2 separate regions of the Mus musculus genome follow, and region 1 is linked to region 2. The links are chromatin contacts, called in public Hi-C maps. All regions are on one chromosome and are shown on one strand. The core of a region is the stretch at or near the end of the contact, and the rest is flanking DNA. Distances in the headings are between cores, read along the strand shown. Region 1 overlaps Zfhx3 (zinc finger homeobox 3). Region 2 overlaps Zfhx3 (zinc finger homeobox 3).

The links. A called contact is a pair of places that touch in the nucleus more often than the background predicts.
Region 1: a contact with region 2 is called in a Hi-C map of muscle stem cells, with 1.7 times the contacts expected there. The contact joins two enhancer-like sites. A contact is called at or near these places in 2 of 484 Hi-C or Micro-C datasets (the C3H10T1/2 cell line and muscle stem cells) and 4 of 115 datasets of contacts at active chromatin or transcription factors (DN3 thymocytes, bone marrow-derived macrophages, double positive thymocytes and 1 more).

The regions. Positions count from the first base shown.
Region 1 is chr8:108,881,430-108,888,612 of GRCm38.p6, reverse strand. All of the region lies in intron 4 of Zfhx3 (zinc finger homeobox 3), which reads right to left. Among named protein-coding and RNA genes, the nearest start is that of Mir3108, 52 kb to the left of the region's middle. Within about 2 kb of position 1,787, at least 188 of the 459 cell types and tissues checked have an H3K27ac peak or open chromatin away from gene starts, as enhancers often do. A contact at or near this core is called in the C3H10T1/2 cell line, DN3 thymocytes, bone marrow-derived macrophages and 1 more, where this site is marked.
Region 2 is chr8:108,744,947-108,751,218 of GRCm38.p6, reverse strand. All of the region lies in intron 1 of Zfhx3 (zinc finger homeobox 3), which reads right to left. Among named protein-coding and RNA genes, the nearest start is that of Zfhx3, 33 kb to the right of the region's middle. Within about 2 kb of position 2,363, at least 105 of the 459 cell types and tissues checked have an H3K27ac peak or open chromatin away from gene starts, as enhancers often do. A contact at or near this core is called in the C3H10T1/2 cell line, DN3 thymocytes, bone marrow-derived macrophages and 1 more, where this site is marked.

The DNA.
Region 1 (7,183 bases), core at 538-3,037, 140 kb before region 2:
TCCCCCAACACTGGAGTGCATGCATGCGTGCATGCGTGCGAAATGGCGCTGTGTGCGTGAGAGCTCTGGTAAACGCATTACATGTGCCGCTGCCGGTCTGTAATAAGGAGGCGTGGGGCTGAGGTCCATTAGAGAAGGAAGAGCAGGCCACTGAGGAAGAAACACTCTGGAGATAGGGAAGACGGCAGGGAGATGAAGCCTTTAATAAAATCAGGCAAATTGTAATTTATTCTGCAGAGAGAGAGAGAGAGAGAGAGAGAGAGAGAGAGAGAGAGAGAGAGAGAGAGGGAGGAGGGAATTACAGGTTCCAAGGCTGGTCTGGAAACCAAGGGAAGGTTTCCCTTTGAGAAAGCAAGCCTTAAAGTCTGTTTGAGTTCAGGCAAGAGGAATATGGAGCCCAGAGCTCCAGCCAGAGAAACTGGGGGTGTCGGGGGTTCGGTGCACCATAGCTCTCTGATTACACCAGCAAGTTCAAAGAGGGCTGGCAGATTTTTCTCACTGTGATAGGAGACAGGGACGGCAATCGCAGCCCAGTTCATGCTGGCCTCGGACTGGAGAACGGAGGGAGCATCTCCTTCGTTTGGTCACAAGTGCCACCTTTCCCCACAGGAGGAACTTAACTGCTAATTTGTTGTGGCTGTCTTGCAGAGTCCAGGCTAGCCCAGAACCCCATCTGTAGCTGAGGCGGTCCATGGACTCTGGATTCCCCAGTTTATACCTCTCAGCTCCTAGGATCACAGGCATGTTTAGGATTTTGCTTTTTACCTGTTGAAAACTATTAGAAAACTAATAAACAAACAAACAAACAAACAAACAGGGGGAAAGCCCTAGAAAAAAAACATATCAGGACTCATCAGAAGTCAGAGGTCAGTCGCCCGCTGTTACCAAAAGGCTCCATGTTTAGACTGCTATCAGAAAGCCGTGGTGTTAATTAAACGATGTCATGAAGTCACTTTGGCTCCCTGTATGGGCCAGCACTCCAGCAGCACAACTTTGGCTTCTCTGAAGGCAAAGACACTGATGCGACCGTGTATGGGCAACTCACGCCAGAAGCGGTGCCCGGCTGCCATGCCTTTGCTGTGCAAACAAGAGAAAGCTGGCAGGCCTGGCACAGCACCTGCACTTCAGTCAGACCACAAAAGTCAGCAGCACTGCACCGCTGCTCATAGCTGAGCAGGAGGGACTATTCAAAGGGTCCTACAAAACCCGGCGGCTTCGGGGTGGGGGTGGGTGGGTGGTGGTGAGCAGCTTCCGGTTACCAGGGTAAAAGTAGTACGTCTCCACTGACACCGGGGCCACATGCAGCTAGCTTATACCACAGCGTCTTTTAACGAGGGGGGACTTGCAGAGCACACATCCCTACAGATGTCTAATTCACCTGCAAGCCCCACCCTGATGCTTTTATGCCCCTTGGAAGGGGAGCTGCCCAGGCATCTGGGTGGAGTTCAGGTTCACAATCCCTGGGAAGGCCCAGATGTCTTATGAGTCCCAAGCGTAGGGGAAGCTGTACTATGGCTCCTGCCCCAATCTCCCATAATACTCAGGAAGCTGGGACCCCATGGGTAACTGGTTTCTGCTCTGAGACACATAGTAGGGACAGGAAGGTGGTCACTCTTTGCCGGGCTGTACTAAATGAACAGCTGGGGCCATCTTCGTCCCCTGTGATGTACACTTTGCTGGGTGAGTGAGGTTTGGCTCACAGAAAGCAGCCGGGCAGACTGGCTAGCTTTCACTTTCTATCGCCCATCAAAAAAGAATCCAGTCACCGGCTTTTCCCTCTGGGCCTGCCAGAAGGGAGAACTCCACGCTGACACCTGCAGGCGAAGATGCAGAATGCACCTCCTCAGGCGCGCATGGATGGTGCCCCTCTCCACCTAGACTCCCCAGCCTGCTGGAAACACACTTCCACTCTTGGTCCAACACCAGAGAGAAAAGATGGCCAGCCAAAGCTGACTAAATGGCCTGATAGGCACGCCCCGCACTTGGCCAACTTCTTAGTCATTTCTGACAAAGCTAGAGAAAGAAAACTTTAGCGACTGCTCATCAGCTGCCAAGACGTGCTTATCCAAAACACCAGGCTAGCCCAATGACATTTTAGGCCTTTACAGACCAACAACCCCATTTTGACTTTTCATGGACAAGCTAGTTCTTTAGGTAATCTGGATAATAGGATTTTTTTAAAAAGTAAACAGTAAAAGAAAAAAAAAATCTTTGGAAGTTGCCAAAGGCAGAGGAAAGTTTTGCTACCATCCTGTCTTGGATGTGGAATGTGGTGGGGGTTGGGGTAACTTCACTTAATGCTCCCCCTAGCCCCTAAACTCCTACGGCGAGACTGACCAACACCAGGATCAGACATGGAAGAAATCATTTTAGATCAAGTCCAGAACCCAAATTCAAACCCTACGAAGCTGACTCCAGGCCTTGTTTATCCTTCCTTCCTTCACGGACAGAAGGTTAATACGAGAGCAACTCCTTGGCAGACCTTTCTGGGTAGCTGGAGCGACACTGATTCGAATCAATGTTCCTTTTGTGAACGCATTACTTGGCAGAAACTGGCTTTCTGAAACCCCCTTAAACACAGCCGGCGAGACAAAAAGAAGGGGGGAAGTGTCCTTCAAACAAAGGGATGAGGTGAAAATAGAGAGTCGACGGCGCTTCGTTCTTTTTCATAGAAGCAAATGGATCTAGGGCTTTCATACATTAATCAATCAATATCACTGACTGTACATCAGCAGGGTAGCCAAGTTATGAACGACCTTTCTGGCCAAGAGGACACTTTTAATGCTCATAAGACTGCTCATAGGCTTAGCGGCTTCCCGAATTTGTGCCTGCATGATTACCCCTTGGAGGCGAGCGGTCGGCCGTTAGCACTGCGCTAAATATGGCAAGGTTAGTCGTGTCCAATTTGCACACAGAGGAGGAGAGACTTGGACCGGGCCACCCAGTTTACGCTTGAGTTGCTGCAACCTGGGTGACACGGAGGGAGCTGGCCTAGCTTTCCTCGGGAAGGAAGAGCCTGCCAGGCCTCCTGTGTGGTTCCAGGCTAATCTAAACAAGGAGCTTGTAGGAGACTAGGCTGGATTGCTAGGCTTAGCTAACGTCCTGTCAGGTCCTGTGCCCTCTGTGCTGGCAGACAGCCGCACTGACCACAGTGGGCACTCCCAGGCCTCTCCCTAGACTCTAGGTCAGCCCCAAGACTCCTCCCCATCCTCCCTGCTCTCCTCCCAAAAGAGGGTCAAACTTCCACCTCTCTGAGGTGTTTTTTTTTTCCCCCTTCCCGGTAGGGACCCACAAAAGGGCATCTTACACTAATCCACAAACACCCAACCTGAAGAAACAAACTTGGCCCAGCCAACCAACCCAGCATTATGCTCATGCCTACAAGGCAGAACAGGTCCCTCAATTCTACTCTGAGGGGGTGGAAATGGGCAAAGGGCGAGTGGGCGAGCCCTGGTTTGTATTTCTATGACAACAATGTAGTATCAGAGAAGTCACATGGGGCAGGACAAAACCCCAGCCCCTCCCCATCTACATTTTCCTCTTCCAGGCTTCTAGCTCCTCAGCTGTACCAACAGTGCCTGCAGAGGCCTGGTGGCCTCCACACGTGGCCCCTCCTTTCCCTGTCACCCAGAGTGAGAAACAATCCCTTTGAAGAATTTTAAATATCGCTTTAACTGCCTATAAATTACCACAGAAGCAGCCACAGGCAATGGGGTGCTGAGCTCTATCATGCTGGGAAAATTTAAGGTAAGAAGGGCTGACACTACTAGAAAATGTAATTTCTGTTTTGAACCAATGGAACACAGGTCCATGCTAGCTGTTCCCACTGGGGCAGTGTCATCCAGCCTTTCCCATTCTGTCAGATACTGATCTGTGCATGCCTTTCTTTTCCTCTGCAGAGCTGACAATCTGATGACTTAACAGTGATTAACCGCACCCCCAACCTTCCAGGTTTTCATTATTTAGAAAAGTAACTTCTGCCTCCTTTAAAACTTTGTGTGTGTGCATGCATGTTTGTGTGTGTTTGTATATGTGTATCTGTGAGTGTGCATATGCATGTTTGTGTGTTTGTATATGTGTATCTGTGTGTGTGTGCACATGCATGTTTGTGTGTGTTTGTATATATGTGTATCTGTGTGTGTGCACATGCATGTTTGTGTGTGTTTGTATATATGTGTATCTGTGTGTGTGCACATGCATGTTTGTGTGTGTTTGTATATATGTGTATCTGTGTGTGTGCATGTATGTTTGTGTGTGTTTATATATGTGTATCTGTGTGTGTGCACATGCATGTTTGTGTGTGTTTGTATATATGTGTATCTGTGTGTGTGCACATGCATGTTTGTGTGTTTGTATATATGTGTATCTGTGTGTGTATGCACATACATGTTTGTGTGTGTGCACATGCATGTTTGTGTGTGTTTGTATATGTGTATCTGTGTGTGTGCGCATGCATGTTTGTGTGTGTGTTTGTATATATGTGTGTGTGTGTGCACATGCATGTTTGTGTGTGTTTGTATATATATGTATCTGTGTGTGTGTGTGTTTGTATATATGTGTATCTGTGTGTGTGTGTGTGTGTGTGTGTGTGTGTGTGTGTGTGTGTGTGTGCGCGTGTGCGTGCCTGTCTGTCTGTGTTCTGAAACACAGTCATGGCATGTAATCCAAGCTCAGACTTGTGGCAATCCTGCCTCAGCCTCCAAGTCACAAACATCTGGATCATTTCTGCAGCTGTGACACTGTGGTGCTCACTCACTGAGTGTGGCCGCTCAGGGCAGGATGGACCTTATCTCTCTGTCAGACATCTGGCAGCTTCCCTGAGATCTCTCAGAGATTTCCTCCCACCAAAGAACTGCAAACTAAAGGAATTAGGGGCAGAGGGGCCATGATACCCGTATAGCCTAAGGGATTTGGGGGGGGGGGGGAGGTCTTGCAAGTAATAAACACCCATCCTTCCCCTTGTCCTCTCTGGCTGGCCAACAGCCACTAGTCAACTCTTTTCCCTGATACTTGTCCCCTTCTGATGACTCACCGCCCACCACCAGGCGGCCAACTCCCGAGTCTCCTGTGCTGTTCCTGTCCACACTGTAACTGTGAAAGGCTCAGTACCGGCTACTTTTCCTTACAGAGACAGGGCTGTCCTGATGTGCCACACAACGTCCCCTTCTTGTGGGATGTCCCTTCTGGAGAGGTGGGTGCATGTGGAGGGCAGAAGACACCCTTGACTGCTGGTCTTTATTTCCTGCCATCTTGTTGCCCACCAGCAGTCTAGCCAGCGAGCTTCCGAGGCCGTGTCAGTCTCCGCCCTCACCACAGAAGCACTGGCACTGCAGGTACGCGCTTCCTCATCAGCCTTCACCTGGGACCTGGAGACCAGAACTCAGGTCCTCGAGCTTGGACAGACACTTTATCCACTGAGCCATCTATCCCCCTGCCACCCCCCCCCCCCTTGTGTTTATAAAGCTCTGTATAGAGGATAAAGTTAGCAAAGACGAAGGACCATTCATTTGACTCACACCAGTTACAAAGGGAAGCTACTCCACCCAGGCCAAAGCAGACAGGCCGTGTGTCTGCAGGAGCACAAGCTCAGACAGACAAACCACCTCTACTCCCCTGCAGCCTAGACGTAGGAAGAAATCCTACAGTGGAGGTGGTTGGCCCCTAGAAACAATAGAGAGAGGAGCCAGCCATGGTGCTGCCTGCCTGCAATCCAGGCACAAAGAAGGGAAAGAGACATAAGAGAATCAGGAGAGACTGAGTAACTCAAGGGAAGTCTCAGTTACAGACCAAGGTCAAGGCCTGCCTGGTCACAGGATAGTGTGCCCCAGGTAAACAGAAATCTGCACAACGAATGGCACTCTTGGCCACACTCACGCTTTACCAAGCCAGTGCATGCTCACAGCCTGGTAAGCCCCGCCTCGAGAGACCATCCTAGTACCCCTAAGAAGGCCCCGATGCTTCCCCAGAAGCCAGAGTCTGCAGGGGAAAATGCCCTTGGGGGTGGGGGGTGGGGGGTGGGGTTGAAGTGGAAATGGCCACTCACCATGATGCAAGTAATTGCAAGAAGGAAGTCCACAGAGCTTCCAAACGTCCCACAAAAGCCATAGGTCCTCTTTCCTGACAGATGCTCTGTGTCCTCTGTCCCCTATGGCTGGGAGTGCCACGAGGAGGAGAGTTGGGTACTGTATGAGTGACTGTGACCTAAAGGCAGGTCTGGCTATGCCAGGCCACTTCTGAGACCTTCCAGGGGTCTCCCATGGCATTCATACGCCAAACTCAGGACACCGTTCTGACGGTACAGTTCATGGCCTCTGCCACCTGCCGCTTGTGCTCTCCCAGGGTCACGACAGCTGCACAGTCCTTCCTTCTGCTCCGGGGTTCCAGCGCCAGCTGGAACCTCAGCCTGCCTGCTGTGTTCCTTTCCTTCTTCCCATGGCTACATCAGGTCTCAGCCTAAATGTCACCACCTTACAGGCAAAGGGAAACACTGAACATGCCTCTGCAGCACCCACGGTGACCAAGGTACAACATGATCCTTGGGAGGAGGAGCCCGGCCACTAAATGAAGAATGACAGAATCCAAATATTCCCTCCCCATTTGCCAAATCCGAACTGAGTGGAAGGTGCGGGCACCGGGCATCAGTGGCCTTGAATGTGCCGAAGGTAGTTACACATTCCTGGGGAGAGATAGCCACGCGTCCAGCAGTCTTGGAGAAAGAGTCCAACTGGCTATAACTCAGGGCCATGTCGAGATGTAGTCATCAGACCACAGGAAATACAGGGGACAGGACAATGTGTTAGACAAGTCCCCCGACAAGATGTTCTCATCCAATGTCGAACTGAAAGAGAGGCTCAAAGGCAAGATCTGGCTTCTTGGAGAGAAACTTCAGGGGTAGGTTGGAGGTGAGGAGAGCGTTCAGATCAAATGAGGTTTTAGAGACATATCAGTCAGTGGTACTATGAAAAGTACAACTGCATTTAGATTTATTTTGTGTGTGTGTGTGTGTGTGTGTGTGTATGTGTGTACGCGCGTGCATGAGTGCACAGGCCAGGCATGCATGTGCACATTGCTCATCCGTGCACATACAATGTGCAGGTGTGAGTGTTTGAGACCAGGGCCTCTTGCTGTTCCTGGCTGCCTAGGCCAGGCTAGCTGGCCCACTAGCTTTGGCCATTCTACTGTC
Region 2 (6,272 bases), core at 1,114-3,613:
GCTTCAAACTACAAATGTGTCCCCTAAACGCAAACTTGGCAGTGACCGCTACACCTTGGTTCTCTGAACGCTGAGGTCTTCCTCGTGACCGTAGTACAGCATGCTTTACTCGTGAACAGGGGAACATGTCAATTCTAGTTTGTCTAAGAGTCTGGTGCAGGCCAGGCTGATCTGGAAAGCTTTTACGTGGCTGAGGATGACAACTTCTGTGTCTCTGGCCACGCCCCAAGTGCTGAGGTCACAGGCCTGGGCCACCATTGCCAGTTTATGTAATAGGAGGGATCAAGCCCAGGGCTTCCTGCATGCTAAGCCAGCACTCTTATCCACGGAACTCACCCCCAGCCCCTTTTCATTAATTAATAAGCACACTGTCCCTCAATGGAAATAAAACCACAGAAATTCCAAATATATTACCCAATCAGTGCCCATACTTTAAGTGAAAGTCGGAGTTCTGGTTCCCTGAGCAAGGCTTGGCCCTATGATGTTATAGCTATGGCCTGAGAAGAGAAAAGGCAGATAAAAAGAAGTAAATAAATAAATAAATAAATAACCTCTTAATTCTGTAATTTGTACGATTTCCAAGTTTGGAAAAAAAAAAAAGTAAGATCTTGGGGAAAACTGGGGGCGAAAAATCAACCTTATGAGTTCACTGGTATTCAGTCAGGCTGCTATTCTGAAAACTCCCAATTCACAGGGTGAAGTGGAGAAGACAGTCTCAGTTTTTCCCACCCTCTCCTATCTTCTCAAGTGCTGCTGTGCATCTCTGCGGCTGCGGACCCCATTATTGCTCCGTGTGAATGGCGATCCCAAATTAATTGAATTAACCTGTGATAAAAGGTCTTCTGCCACATCAACTCCTTTCCTTCCTCTCGAGGACTCTGTCACTTTCTCAAGTTGGAGAGAGAGAAGAAAAGTGAAGTCCATAAATCAGTTTTCCAGTTTCTGTTGAAGGAAGCTGCTTCCTACTTCTAATTTCTGCAACTGGGAAATTCTGTATATTATGTTACCCTCTAATGAAGGATGCCAGTAAACAGAAATCCACACGCCTGCACACGACAGATTATTACATTCTACAGAACTGCAAACACTACCAAGTTATGCACTCTTGGGAACACTGTTAGTGAGGTGTGGTTATTTAACGCCTCATCCACTTAAAAAAAAAATTCATTCCATATGGATGAAAAATGAGCACACTAGCTTGAATATGGGAAAAATAGAAAATGTAATCATATATTACTTAAAATCTATAATGCTTTATGCAAAGATAAGGGAGAAGTAGCCAAGCTTGGGGATTTAGAGCTTCTCAAAATACAAAGGGCATTACCTCATTGCAGGCCGCTAGTCTCCACCCTCACACACTGGCTAGAGACAAGCAGCCTAAGTCAAGGCCTTCCCATTACACTTTTTAAAAATAAAAAGAAAGTGTGTGTCTGTGTGTCTGTCTCTGTGTCTATATGTGTGTGTGTCTGTGTGGCTCTGTGTCTCTCTGTGTGTCTGTATATATGAATCTGTGTGTGTGTCTATTTGTCTCTGTGTCTGTCTGGATGTGTATCTGTGTCTGTCTGTGTATCTGTGTGTGTCTGTCTGTGTATCTGTGTATGTCTGTGTGTGTATGTCTGTGTCTCTGTATATGTGTCTGTGTGGTGTGTGTGTGTGTGTGTGTGTGTGTGTGTGTGTGAGTATGGATTGAGATGGACCAAGCTCTCCCCCCTCACCCCACCCCTACCCCCGTGAGCCATCCCACAAGTCTCCTTTCTCTAAGTTCTCACTACATAAGAAAGTCTCAACCCACTGGATGCCTGTGGGCTTCCACACACAGAACAACACTCTGTGGCACCACGACTCCAGCTGCAGAAACCTGACAGCTCAGAGACTGTAACAACTCTTCCTACAGAGGCCAGGCCACCCTCCAGACACCCTCAGAACATAGAAAAAAAAAAAAAAAAGCCCCAGCTATAGGGAAGGAAACCACCCCACCCCTGGCCCCTGCAAGCCTGGCGGCCTCGCTCACATTCTCTGTCTTCTGAGCCCCAGAGGTTCAGCACCCCCTGCGGCTAAGACAAAAGAGAGACCACAGGAAAACCAACTGCCCTTTTGGCTGGTCCCTAGCAAAGGGGAAGTGTAAAAGTGCAGAGAGGAGAGCGGAGCAGCTGCACTAATCCTGTTTTGTCCTGCAGTAATTAATAGTATAATCCACATTTCAGATGCATTAAAGCGAAAATACCGCATTATCCAAGGACTGGGCACACAGCCCCAGGGCAGAACCTCCCCTGCTGACCTGCAGGACCAGGTGACCTCATCTTAGCCTCCTCCTCTCTGGGGAGCTGACTCTAGACACCTCATAAAAGAACTGAGCTGGCAGCCAGGAATCTCCAGTCTGCTGAATATGTCGGGTCTGTCTTTGGAAGCTACACCCTCAGAGTAGCAGTGTCCAGAAGGTCTGACCCACCGGATCCATTCACCTCCTAAACTAAGTACCACAAGGGCTGGCACTACATATGTGCTAATGCTGTAAACTTAGGGGTAGATTTTTTTTTTAAGATTTAAGGTAAATCTTTCCCAAGAGATAATGCTGCAATTTATATAAATAAATAAAAATAAATAATTTTTAAAGGCATATGTAGAATTAAGATGTCCTTTGTAGATGCCTTTTGGTGGGAACACGCCAGTTTTGCTACTAAGGGAGGTCTTCACGGACACTCTGGGACTACTGGATAAGTTCCTGTCTAGGTCTAGAAAACTGACAGTTGTTTCCTAAGCCCAAAGAGGAAGCATTTTCCACGGCTACCAAAACAAGAATCTGTACCGGAAGGGACACTATCGGCTCACGAAACCAAAAAAAGATGAAATCATGCTAAATGCTGCAGGCAAATGTCAGAAACACTGAAAAGCAGAGGCAGCTTGAACCAGTGTCTACACTGCCACGGTCAGAGGCCGAACCCGCCTGACAGGGGACCCTGCCTCAATTCTCCAACACCAAAGCACGGACAGGAACATCCTGCAGTAAGCAGAAACCGTACACCCCGTTCATCTCCAGAACTTGGCTGTGCTGGGTCTCAACTCAGCCTGAGTCTAGAGCCTAATGCCCACTGGCGGCCAGGACTAAATTCCTCTAAGTTCTTCTTGGAACTTGGCTGAAACTAACTCTTCTTAAAAGAGTAACCTTAAGTTTTTATTTTCCCTTTTTTTTTGGGGGGGGGTTGTTTTATATATGAGTGTTTTGCCTGCCTGGTTGCAAATGCACTGTGTGCAAGCCTTGCGTCCCCAGTATTGAAAGTGGAGTTACAGAGGAAGGTACACAACCCTGTAGGTGCTGCCAATCCAACCTCTGGAAGAGCAGACACTGCTCTAACCTGGAAAGACTTCTTGATCTTGGTAACTGAGTCGAAAAAGAAAATCGTGTTATCTCCCAGTTTTGAGAGTGTTGCAATCTGGGAACATCATTACCCAAGATTTCTGCCCTGGCGATTCTTCCCTAGAGAGTGGGTGGTTAGCTCAGTGGGAGAACTTGTGCTTGCCACACGTCCCTGGGTTCAAGTCCCAGCACCTGGTGGTGGAGGGAGATGCTTACCTAGAACTTAATACACTGCTCCATGATATTATTAATAATTCTAACTCACCCACACCCACCACCACCCCCAAAAAATCAGTTCCACTAAGTTCTTAAGAATACCTCTAGAACCAGGCATAGTGGCACACGCCTTTAATCCCAGCACTTGGGAGGCAGAGGCAGGTGGATTTCTGAGTTCAAGGCCAGCCTGGTCTACAGAGTGAGTTCCAGAACAGCCGGGGCTACACAGAGAAACCCTGTCTCGAAAAACCAAAAAATAAAAAAAATTAAAAAGTAAAAAGAATACCTCTAGAGTCTGGCCAAGAAATGAACCATCTGCATGACCCTGGTTAGTAGAAAATGCACCCACAGATGGAAAACGCACTCCAGAAACCGAATCAGGATTCCTTGCTCCCCTAAAAACTGCCAAAAAAGTCACAATGAAGCCATGAGGCCTGTCATCTGGCTCCATTTTTGACGCTATGTCACAGACCAGTCATTCCCACATCCCCTGATCATCTCTAGTACAAGGAAGGTGGAGAGGAAACCACCACCATGCACACTTTCCTGCCTGTCCCCTCTAAGTGACCAACACACCACGCCCATCTAACTGTAACCTTTGCTTCCTTCTACACTGCCTGAGCTCATCCGCCACAGACTCACGTGAAGACCCTTTACATACTCTCTCCTCCTTTCTCTCTCAACTTCTACCCTTAGGAGCTCAACATACTATAGTTTTAGCCAAACAATAAATACCACACTGCTTGGGAAGGAGAGAGGCTTCTAAAGTTTGCATCTAAGCCTCCCTCCCTATTTCTAAGAGATGGTCTTTAGTGAGACAGGTAGAGATAACATAAGATGTCAGTGTGTAGCGCTGGCATCACCTTTACCCTCCAACCACACACTTCCAGACCCACCAACTACAGCAGCTCCCCCACAGCACCCCACTGTGAGTTAAAGACCAGCCTTCCAACATGCCCGCATCTGACTTATCTGGATCTGGGAGTGTATTGCCTTATATGGCAGAAGAGACCTTGAAGATGGGATAGAGTTAAGGATCTCCAAATAGGACACATTATCTTGGATTATCAAGATGGCCCTGCTGTAATCACAGGGTTCCTTAAGTCAGGGACAAAGGACAAGACCCAGTGCACAGGTAAAAACAGAATGAAGCAGAGAGGCATGTGGGGGAAAGATCAGCAGCCAAGGAATGCGGGTTTCCCCGGGAACGTAGGAAGATAAGAACACGCTTCACAGAACTCCAGAAGGATCCACCCTACCTCCAACCCGGTCAAGCTGATGCTGTAAATTTCTGGAGCTCTGGCTGTGAGACAATGTGTGTTAGCTTAGAACACCGAACTTGTACTCACTCCTTACACCACCAATAAGAAAATCTAACATAATCCTCCTTGATTTAAGGAACAAGGACACTCCTGACAACCTCAGGAGAGTCACACCTGTCTCTAGCTCCTGGGAGCTAACTGGACCTAATTTTCCCCCCTATCATTCAAAAATACAGTCACAGAAACCCTAAGTTCAAGTACTTAGTAAAAAACCTCCCAGGATAGCCTACTGAATATGAGATTGACAAATATCCAAAACAAGCCAAAGAAACATTTTTTACTTGATCCAATATAAGACCCTGAGCTAAAATAAAACAATCAAGACAGTTCTCTTCCCAAGTGGGCAGATACTAGGCCAACCAACCTTGCCCAATAAATACATCCCACAGGTGGGCTGGCCTATAGCCTGGCCACGATGCCAGCCCAGCAGCCTGTCTGAAGAACTGGAAAGCCAAGCCCGTGCCCACTGGGCTCCTGAAGACAAAGAGAGGAGGCGGTTCAGGAAGGTGGTGGCATCCTGCCCGCCTCAGTGGTAGCCTGGGGCCATTGGATCTCGCCATCTCTCCAGCACCTGAAAGGTGTGAGCCAGGCAGCCCAACCACATCAGAAGCTGGCTGCCCGCCGGCCCCAATTGCCCAACACCTCCAGAGGAACCAGCTTTCCAGGACTAGATTTTACACACCACTCAGGGACAGGCCATTTGGGGCCAAATGGAGGTTCAACAGTATACAGGACAGCCCACCAAAGGCCAGGCAGACAGAAAATGTATTGCTGTAGAGCAACTACCTAATGGTTCCCATGCTTTGACTGTTCTCACATTGCACAGTGAATCCTACTAGGGCCTTAGTCCTAATGTACTCAGTTCTTTCCATCACAGGCCAGACATCTACCCAGGTGAAACACCCCCAAACCCATGCTCCCAATTCTCCTGGTTGACTCTTTCCCAGTCTTCATGTTAACAACTGACCAATAATAATAATAATAATAATAATACATTAACAAAAATACATGATCTATTACAGTATGGTTTTCAGGTTTGGGATAAGTGAGATTACTCAATAGGATTTAAACATTCATGTTTGGTGGCTTGTACAAGGCACCACCTCAGGCAAGGCAATAGAGTTTTTGAAAACTAACCACGATTCCATAAAAGGTTCTTGCTCAGTCTCCTGGCTTGTGAAAACATGACCATGTATCCTGAAAAGGGAAGGTGAGTTTCGGCCAGCACGGCTTCTGATTGGTCGAGGTGCAGAGACTGCACTACTTGACCAGTTTCCTTTCACATACACACACCTTTGTTTCTTCTGAAGTGCCCACTCCTAAAAGTCAGCCCCCCGACCCTCATCTTCCTTAGATCGTACCATATGACAAACGCATGG